Regions from separate parts of the Rattus norvegicus genome. Here all the other regions are linked to region 2. A link is a contact called in public Hi-C data. All regions are on one chromosome and are shown on one strand. The core of a region is the stretch at or near the end of the contact, and the rest is flanking DNA. Distances in the headings are between cores, read along the strand shown.

Evidence for each region. Hi-C and Micro-C count contacts between places; a contact is called where the count stands out from the background.
Region 1: a Hi-C map of psoas muscle shows a contact between it and region 2, with 3 times the contacts expected there. The contact joins the enhancer-like site here to the promoter of Nampt in region 2. A contact is called at or near these places in 2 of 12 Hi-C or Micro-C datasets (liver and psoas muscle).
Region 3: a contact with region 2 is called in a Hi-C map of frontal cortex, with 4 times the contacts expected there. The contact joins the enhancer-like site here to the promoter of Nampt in region 2. A contact is called at or near these places in 12 of 12 Hi-C or Micro-C datasets (the A7r5 cell line, the Rat2 cell line, Schwann cells and 7 more).

What each region holds. Positions count from the first base shown.
Region 1 is chr6:54,999,513-55,002,777 of GRCr8, forward strand. No RefSeq gene overlaps it. Among named protein-coding and RNA genes, the nearest start is that of Nampt, 150 kb to the right of the region's middle. Within about 2 kb of position 1,744, at least 4 of the 93 cell types and tissues checked have an H3K27ac peak or open chromatin away from gene starts, as enhancers often do.
Region 2 is chr6:55,151,379-55,154,791 of GRCr8, forward strand. Nampt (nicotinamide phosphoribosyltransferase) reads left to right here and starts at 1,378. Exons shown (of 11, transcript NM_177928.3): 1 at 1,378-1,461. The coding sequence starts at 1,405.
Region 3 is chr6:54,953,330-54,956,664 of GRCr8, forward strand. No RefSeq gene overlaps it. Among named protein-coding and RNA genes, the nearest start is that of Nampt, 200 kb to the right of the region's middle. Within about 2 kb of position 1,857, at least 12 of the 93 cell types and tissues checked have an H3K27ac peak or open chromatin away from gene starts, as enhancers often do.

The DNA.
Region 1 (3,265 bases), core at 494-2,993, 150 kb before region 2:
TGTAACAATTTTCTTGATTGGATCATTTGAGGTGAGTTGACCCATCCTAAGTCTGGATTGTTTGAGGCTTGAAGACCAACACTAAACCTGGACCAGAACATCTGGTGATGCCCTATCTAAAAAGGACCTAGGATAAGGAAGCTTTTACTTTTTGCCTCCTTACCTTCATTCTTGCTGGCAAGTTCATCTACTCTGTTGCTGAACATCTCTTTGCTGGCGTTAGACTCCCTACTCCTTGAGGATTCTAGTGTAGACCAGCTCAGACATCCAGCCTCATAGACTGAACAACTACTGGGTTCTTGTCCTTTCCACTGGGAGGGAGCCATTGTTGATCTAACTAGATCACAGCTTGTAAGTCACTCTAATCAATCCCTGCTTAAAATATAGATAATCAGTTTATCTGTTCTGTTCCTCTAATAAACTGTGACTAATAATATGGGTTCTGCTAATTTCTTTTCATAGGACATAAAAATAGATAATTTCTCACAATCTCACCAAGAGATTTTTGTTGTTATGCCTCTTACATTTTATCCATTTAATAGATGAAAAATGATATGGCCATTTCTTACAAGGAGTTTGGGTGGATTTTCATATGTCTATCAGTGTATTTGCATCTAATGTTCTCTTTTAATTCAATTTATTGTTTGGCACTTTTATATATTTAATGCATTCTGATAATCTCGTCCTTCTCCATCTCTCTTATCTCTATCCTACTCATGTAAGGCAGCCTACAAGTCCCCAAACCCCACTACTTACCTATCTTTTTGTTTGATTTTGCTTTTGGTTTGACAACCTTCTGAGCTTAATGAGGGCCTCCATTTGAACATGGTGTGGAGTTATTCACTGGTGTATGGGGGACTAAGCAGAGGCTACAGCACTAAAACAAACATGACTCTTCTTTCCTCAGCATCCATCAATAGCAAACAGTTCCCACAAGGAGCCCTCTCCCACCCATGACCGAGTATTGACAGATCCAGTCTTGTGCAGGCCCAGGCCCAGCCTTCCTCCCCATTATCTGGTTCCCACATCCTTTCTACATCCTGTTCTATGGTGCTTCCTGTGTCCTGAGGCAGATGATATAGATGTCCCCTGTTTAAGGATGAATATAAAATAGTTTCATATTCTCAGCCATAAGTCTCTGAAGTCTGTTTTTCTGAACCCACTTTTCCAATGAAGATTTTGATCCCTTGATACTGAATGTTTTAGCAAATATTAAACACTAGAAATACAAGTCATTTTCACATGATATGTTTGATAAATTCTCATATATTTAAAACACTTATATATTCATATTTAATTCACTTTTATCTATAGAAAGTCCCTTATTTTAAAAATTAAATGTACAAAAATATGTTTTGTGAGAACAAAAAGGAAAAGAAAATGTTCCATAGGCTGCAGAGAGAACAAGAGAAACTATTTCAATTCTTAGCAGCCCCTCTTTTGACCTTTCTAATTTGCTACCTGCCCTTTCTCTTAGGAATCCTTACCAAGTGGCCAGTGAAAGCAGTTGAAAGTCATCCTGGCCTCCTGCTTTGTCCTTGTATCTTTGGCACATGTGCCTGTGCTGGGTCACTGGGTCCAGGAAATAAATGGAGAGTTACATGCACTACTAATTTTCTCTCCATGTGGCCTCCCCGTGATCCAGCAAAAATTGGAAGAATGATGCACCCAGAGGCATGACCAGTCTTCCCTTCTAAATATAAATGCAGAGACACTAAAAATAAGCAGTGTTAAAGGTGAGTTTCATTGGTTCCTGAAACACCAGTAGACCAGGGGTAGAAACAGATCTTACAAAGAGCTGGGCAGGAACAGGTGGCTGACTGCCTCTAACTGAGCTTTTACAAAGTGCAGAGAAACAGTCTAGGGACTGCTGAATATTTGACATGTATTTATTTTCAGAATTTGAGCTCAGGGAGGATAGTATGGAGCCAAGTCTCTCATTGTCTAATATATGCACACTGAGGAGCATAAGTTTTAGTGATGATGAGGGCTTGAATATAAGTAATCAATCTCCCAACTGCTGGGGACTTGGTGATACGTCTGAAGCTGAGTGTAGTACCCATCAACAGCACTGGAAACTAAGGCAAAAGCAGTAGTTCAAGGACAGACTAAGTTCAATATGAGAGTGTGTGCAAGGCATTTAACAGTTCAGACTTCACAAACAGGAAAGGTCTGTGCTCAGTCCACAGGCCTACTATATGTTTGGACAAATAAATGAAAAATTATTTCCCTGTTCCTAAGGTGAAGGCTGGTGGTAATGGTGTAGGAATTCAGGTGGGAGCATAAGGAACAGCAGCAAGCTCTTAAGCAGAGTCTCAGAGGTAGATGGAACCAGGAGTACAGCCAATGGGTTGAGACTTAAGCCAGAATCTGTCAACACCTAACTTCATAAGCTGCATCAGGTGTCAATGCCAACAGATAGTCAAGCTCAGGCTGTATACAAACAAGCCTGGAGTGTCTGGATTTAAAAAGTCCACAGCTGACAGAGAAGAAAGCATGCCTAATTCAGGCCACAGCAGATCCTGGAGAAGCCAAGTGATGTAACCAGTTACCAGGCAGAGGTAATGATATCATCCAATGCAAAGAGCAGAGCCATAATAAATATCTGGCCTTAATATTAAGAACCTTCCTCAGTCACTTCCTCCCTCTCCATCTTCCAGAAAAGTACATCTGACTTACCCAACTGCAGGCTTTCTCTGAATAGGCAACATGCTCTTTCTCTTATGATTTCCTTTGTATTGTTCGTGTCACTTTTAGTACCACTAATTCTCTCGTTATTTAAAAACAAAGCTTTGACTTGTTTAACAATTAAGATCTTTTTTATTTTTAAGCTGACAAATTCAGTGGTTTCCGTTTATGTCCCAGGGATTGTGTTAGCTGTTGTAGAAACAGTATTCAAATATCTATGAACAAAACAGACAAGGTCTCTGCTCTTATAGGAGATTAGACAGAAAGCAAGTAGCGTTAAATACTTATTTTCACACTGGGCTGAGTGCTCAGAAGGAAATGATGGAAACATTAGAGAGAATAGCAGAAGAGCCTAGACTATACCAAGGATGTTAGGGAATGTGTCTCTGCTATCTGTCCTGGGAGATGCTTCCTGGGTAACTTACAGGTCTGGCCAATGGAACCAATCACTTCCCTGTGTGCTTCAAAGACAGACCTTCCAGGTTTGAGTTGATATTAGTCTTTCAGAATCCATTGTTTACATACCCAGGCTTCTGTTCATAGAGAGACTATTGGATCCTTCAGGTCAAGCAAGACA
Region 2 (3,413 bases), core at 128-2,627:
AATAGCGGTCAATCGTAGATGATTCTGTAGCTGAACTCTTTGATCCTTTGAAAGCTGTTTGACTTTTCCTGGAGAAAAGTCTAAACAGTGTTTTGTGTCTTAAGGGGAAGGTTAAATTCAACCCTCTCAGACAACGAAGGGACACGACCAAGCTGAATATAATATTGTTGGGAAGTAAAAGGCAAAAAGAGACTGCTAATTTGATGCAGTTTGTGCCAGTTTAATAATACTAACTACTTTTATTCTATAAAAACAAAACCACAAAACCTAAATCTTAGAATTCTTAAATGCTATTAAACATGCAAAGGGAATTTTAGTTTTATGCCCCCCCCAAAAAAATTGCAACTATGTATGTGAAAATGAAACAAGAGGACTGGCTCATGAAAGTTGGATGACGTCATCAGACGTCATTTCGCTTATTTGGAAGGTTGCTAGCTCTTTCCCCAGGATTTAATGATTTAAAGGAAAAAACAGATCCTCTGTCTAAGACTTGGCTGGATGCCTTTTACTTCCCAACAATACTGGATTCAATTGGTCTTGTCCTTTCATTGTCGGAGAGGGTTGAATTTAACCTTCCCCTCAAGGTGCAAAGGACTGTTAAGACTTTCTCCAGGAAAAGTCAGTCTTCAAAGGATCAAAGAGCTCAGCTACAGACAGAGCAGGGAGGAAAGCAAGGCCGTGCACCAGGGGAACTCAGACTTCAAGCAGCTCCTCTTATTTCAAAAGAAAATCTAGAGGATCAGGATCGACAAGACGGATGGTGACCAAAGGATCCATCCACGGTCCAAACGAAAGACAAAGGTAATTCAGCGCGTGCGGGAACTAAGAGTGGGTGGCTCCTTGGCCTTAGCTAGGTGGCGTGACTCCAACAAGACTCTCAGGACGAGCAGGGACTGGGTAGGACAAGAGGAAGGTCCGGGCTGGGGCGGGCAAAGAGGTTCACGACAGGAGGGGCGAGGCTGGGAACGCCCAAGCCACGCCCCTATATCAAACCACGCCCCTCAGAGGCAGGCGCCCAGGTCACGCGCTGGGGTGACTGTCGGCTTTAGGCCTGGGGCGGGCGCCGCCGAGGCAGAGCGCGTGCCTCACGTCCTCCTCGGCAACCCCCCGCCCCTGCGTTGCGCACGCGCAGCCGTGCCCCGCCCCTTATCCCCGGGATGGGCGGGGCGCGGAGCCGCCGGGAAAGCCGCCGGAGCGCGCTGGGTCGTGTAGCGCGCTTTCCTCCGCCGCCGCGTCACGGACCTGCCCGCCCTCCCGGCCCCTCCCCGTGCTCGGTTCCCTGCTCTCCCGCCCCCCTGCGAGCGAGCGGTGACTTAAGCAACGGAGCGCAGCGAAGCCCATTTTTCTCCTTGCTCGCAGCCGCGCCGGGCAGCTCGTGGCGCGGCGCCTCCGCTCTGGCCCGAGATGAATGCTGCGGCAGAAGCCGAGTTCAACATCCTGCTGGCCACCGACTCGTACAAGGTGGAGTTGGGATGGGGGTCTCAGGGCCGGGAGCAGCGGGAGCTAGGGCGGCGGGATAGGGCAGGTGGAGAAGCCGCAACGCGGCGGCTGAAGGATGGAGGCGCGGGCCGGAGGCGGGGCCTGCGCCGCGGCGGGGGCGCGGCCGGAGGCTCGGCGGGATGGGTGCACGCTGCAGCTACGGTCGCCGCCGGCGGCCCTGGCTCCCGGACAGGATGAACTGGATGAGATCACGGGACGATCGGGTTCGTTAGGTAACGGCCCCTGGGTCGGCAGGTATGGTCCTGCCCAGGGGAGCTCGGGGAGAGGTCCTGGCTGTGTGCCCCTCACCCAGCTAGTGGTCCCAGCGCGGAGGATAAACCTGGCCCCAGGAGCCGTGTCTGATTCAGCCGTCCCACGCTGGGTCTGCATTTCAAACTCCCTTGCACCTAGGGATCATTCACGTGCCTGGCCCCTGGTTGCCCAGGCTAGTGTGCTCTGGCTATGTGATTTCTGTGAAAAGGAAAGTGAAACACCAAGAGGTTAAGGAACTGGAGTTCTGACCCCCCCCCCCCCCGCCCCGAGAGAACTTGTAGGGAGAGTGAAATGGCACGTTGCTTTAAGGTGCCTATTGATTTGACTCTTGCATTAATTGAAGTGCACCTAAGCAAAGAGAGGCGTGATAAAGAAAGCATTGCCCCCCAACTACGAGAAATGAACCGCACTGATCTTGAGCTAAGTTTGTTAGCCAAGACGCTCAAAAGGTAAAATGTCAGACTAGGTACCCTCACTAGAACAGATTAAATTTTAGTTTTCAAGTTTAGCGTTTACTTGAACATCGTGGTGGTTTTGAGTGTAGCGATTTAGGCGTAGTACTCTCTCTCGTGCTTTTGTTTTGGTTCTTTGCTTTTTACTTTTTTAACCCTGTAGTCTGAATGTTTGAGTCTCATTTTGCTTACATACTAGTTTGCCCATTTTTTTTAAACTATTGTAAGTAGGTGAGCTTTCATTTTAAAAGACCCAAATTTATCAACAGGTGGTTTTTCACATGGAATTTTATTTTATTTCATTTCAGTGATTTCGAGGCAGAGTGTCTGTGTAGCCTTGGCTGTCCTAGAACTTGCTTTGTAGACCAAGCTGACCCTGAACTCAGAGATCTGCCTGCCTCTGCCTCCCGAGTCCTGAAATTTTAGGCATATGCCCCCCACATTCCTACTTCAGACGGGATTTTAAAGTGGAAATCACCTTTGCAAGATGATTATCACTTCCGTTGTGGTACTGGAGACTCTAAAATCCCTGCTTGATTTAGTTCAGTTGAGTTGCTTTGTATCCTTGGTGATGTTAGAAAAGTCTCTCGTTCATAGTTTTGTAAAATATAAGTAAACATCCCCAAGTAATTTCCAGCTATTTTACTGAGTTATGAATATAAACGGGAAATATAAACAGATGTAAAAGGCCAGGCTTAGGAGACAACATCTTTGTTTTAATCCCAACACTCAGAAACCAGAGAGGCCAGCTTTTGTGAGGTCCAGGCTAGCATGCTCTACGAAGCAGATAGCAGGCAGCTGGAACTGCTTGGTTTATCCAGAAAGAAAGCAGTCGCTCCTCTGGCCCTTGTGAATGCTGAATGTGAAGATGCTGGAGCAGTGGATGTGCTGGTGTTCTGGAGATGGCTTCTAGTTAATAAGTAATCTTAAAGCTTTCTAGTGTCCTGGCAAGTCATGCTTATTTGCATGAATTTAATTTGCATATAATAGATTTTATTCCTGACCCGTCTCATCTAGCTAATGTAAAGTATTTGTCCCTTACTTTTTGTCTTTTTTAAGCCTAGGTAGAGAGGTAGCAAGAATGCTAAACACGAGAGTACAGTGATGAAAATTCTTTCATTTGGCAATTACACGTTCTTGCCAGTTCTCAAAAATTCATGGCTGTTTAGAAGAGAACGGGTGGATGGTGAAGAGATCTCTTCCCAAATT
Region 3 (3,335 bases), core at 607-3,106, 200 kb before region 2:
GCGACACTGTTAGGAAATATGAAGAAATGATGTAAGTGAGAAATATAATTGCCAGTTATTTAGAACTTTCATAGCGGCCTGGCATTTTAAGCTTTGTGTCCTCGTCTGAAGATCCATTGGAGGCTTACTGAGTGCATCGAGAAAATGAAATTTGAGTTTGAGAAGTATTGGTCTGGCCTTGGAGGGAGTTGAAGCTTCAGGACGAGTCAAAGTGGCTGCAATAATCTTGGGATGGAGAGTTAAGGGTGGGAGACTTGAGTGATGAATAGGCAGAGGGAGAAGGTATGGATATGGTTTGAGAAGAGCATGTCCCACCAGTTAGATGCCAAAAAACATTTGACTCAGATGCATTGCAGTAGGACCTCCAATTGGGTCTATTTTGTCAACAGTTGGCAATGTGGGCCAAATTTAATTGAAGATGGAAGTGAGGCTGTACTTGTTAGATTTTTTTAAAGGGCTGGTAAGGCCATTTAATTTAATCTACCCTTCTCAGAACTTCGTGCACAGAGAGCAATTTTTCAGCTTCAAGTGTTTTCCTTTCTGCTCATGGGGTTGGGTAAAAAGTCAACCTTCTGTTCTTTCCTTGTGTTTTTGTTTAACTCAGGGAACATTTGGTGCCTGCAGAACCTAAAGCATTTGCAAGAGCTGGGGCAGGATCACAAATTAGCTTCAAATAAGGACAAATGCCCACTCAGCATGGAGAGGCACTCTTGAATCCTGTGGCTCCCTGGTTGTCTTTTTGTCCATGGTTTCAGCTTGGCAGGGTGCCTGGGGGTCAAGAGGGACTTTCAGGAAGCTCTATTCATTTTTGTTTTCAGTTCAACAGCACACAAGCTAATTTTGAAGAAAGAAAGAAATTGATCTAGAAGGCTATAGGAAGACATCACTGAGAAGAAATGGCAATAGAGTTAATAGGGACAAGAGAAGAAAACAAAGGATGGTGTCAATTGACACAATTAAATACAAAAGCCACCAAACTCCAATAAATACCACAAAGCCTTAGCAGGTCTTTTGCTTCTGCAGAGAGCAGGCTTCTCTGCTCCCTGATGTGACTTGAATCTTGTGCTGTCTCAGTAGCCTAGGGAAAATGTACTTCTTTACCTAGATTCACAATGGTTTTCAACACGCATGACAGTTTTGACTAACAGGCAGACTGCATGGCCTGGAATGCCATACAGAGATAGTTTAAGGCCCAGTTTGGGTGTCGCAGGCAAAAATGTTGAAAGCAGAGTGAAGCCTGCTGTGGCTATGGGGTGATCTCGCCCTGCCTTGACTGTAATCCCGCATTTCTGATGCATCCGATAGTTCTCAAGCATAGCACCCTCTTGTTTCCAATTCTTCCTAACCACCTTCATAACATATCTTTTTGGAAGATCTAGGGAGGGATTCTGTGAGCCAGGGCCATGACTTTTCCTAAAGTCCCACTATTGGTTTATTTTCCTAGATTCTCCCCATCCTTGTAGCTGGCTCTTCCTACAGACCCTAAGCAAATAGATCCCTCTCTCCCTGACGCCCAGGAATCAGACAGGTAGGCTGCAAGCACCAATCCTGTGACATAGAACCTCTCCCACTTCCCCTAAAATATATAAGGAGGGACCCTCGCTCCGCCATGTGGGCATTGCTATCTCTCCCATAAAATGCTAACCCCAAAAAGATAACTGACCTTAGTGTTGCCCTTGAACCGCAAACCCAAAAACATGTAGCCTTCGGTGGCTACTTCATTAAGAGAATGTGTGTATTCTACAATAAACTTTACTTCTCAGTCAAGAACATCTGAAGTCCTTTCGGGATGCTGAGGTTTTCCCCTCCTCCAGCAGGGTGATATGACTCTGATTGGGTCTCAGGTTGATCTCAGAGTGGGGGTCAGAGTTGAGGTTCTTAGGCTTCTGGAAAAGGGGAGGCAGCTGAGCAACCAGGATGCTTAGGCTTCAGAAAATGTTCCAGAATTCCCCAAAAGGAAGATCCAGAAAACGCCACGTTCTCTTTGATTCTGTGACCTCAGCTCTCTCTATGACGATATTGATCCTGGACAAGTCCAGTGTGGTGAGAGACATCAGGCAGGCCCTCAGCGGCTTAATAAGGACCCAGGTCCTGCTCTTGAAGGAAGGTGCAGTAAAACTGGGTTCCTAGCTTGGTTCTGTTTCCAGAAGAAAGAGAAACAAAATGCATGAAGTGAAAGTCAGAAGCATACCGGAAAGAGAAAGGTTGTAACCACTTGAGAATGGGCAGAGGTTCCTGTTCAGCTGTTCCTTGAGGGTGGCAGAATTAGTTCCACTTCCCCTTGCTGGGGAGAACTGAGCCTCTAACACAGCCTATGCCTGGAGGAAATAGATCACATGACGCTGGGCCAATGGGTTAGAGCGAAAAGGGCAAGCCAACAGCTGCGTCTCACCTTACCTTAGGAGGCAGTGTAGCCTCAGACACAGACAGTGGGGGGGTGTTTCCTGCATAAATGATTCTCAGCTCTAGGTAGAGTGGATAACGTTGTAAGGTAAATGGTAAGTGCTATGCCCGTCTCAAGCGTAATGTTTAACTCTGAATACTCCCTCCTGGCTTTCCACCCTCTGATCACTTTCATTTCTGATTATTTGTGCCAACTACATCGCTGGCATGACCCAGGACCATTATAGCATGAGAATATCTCCATAAGCTCATGCATTTGAACAGCTGGTCTTCAGCTGGTGTCATGGTTTTCTTGGGGGTATGGAACTGTTAGGAGGGAGGATTCATCCTGTCCTGACATCACTAGGAAATACATCACTAGGGGTGAGTTTTGAGGGTTCACCAGCTTCCTATCCCATCTCTCTGTGTACGGATAAAAGGTGATCTCTCTGCTTCTTGCCTTCCCCACCACTATAGACTCTAACCTCATGGAACCACATCCGACTAAGCCCTGTTTTCCCCAACTTGCTCTCATCAGGGTATTTTAACACAGCAACAGAAAAGTAACAAATGAAAAGACCCAACTCCAGTATCTGCTATCCCAGTTAGCCTGGCAGACACATCAGTGCCCTAGTTTGTCTCAATTACAGTCACTTTAATTTCCATATTATTGTATAATACAGACATCCTTTGGTAGCCTCAGAGAATTAGTTTCCCTCCATCGTATGCAGAGATATGCAAATCCTCAAGTATCAAGCCCCTTATATATAAAATGATATATTAGTAATATTCTCCTGTCACCTAGACCTATATACCCATATACTTTAACTCATATCTAGATTAGTATTAATACCTGACACAAGAGAAATGTTACGGGAATGGTTTTATGGGTTTTTAAAGGGATTAATGTCAAGAAAAATCTATGTCATGTTCAACAGATGCAATTCTCGTCT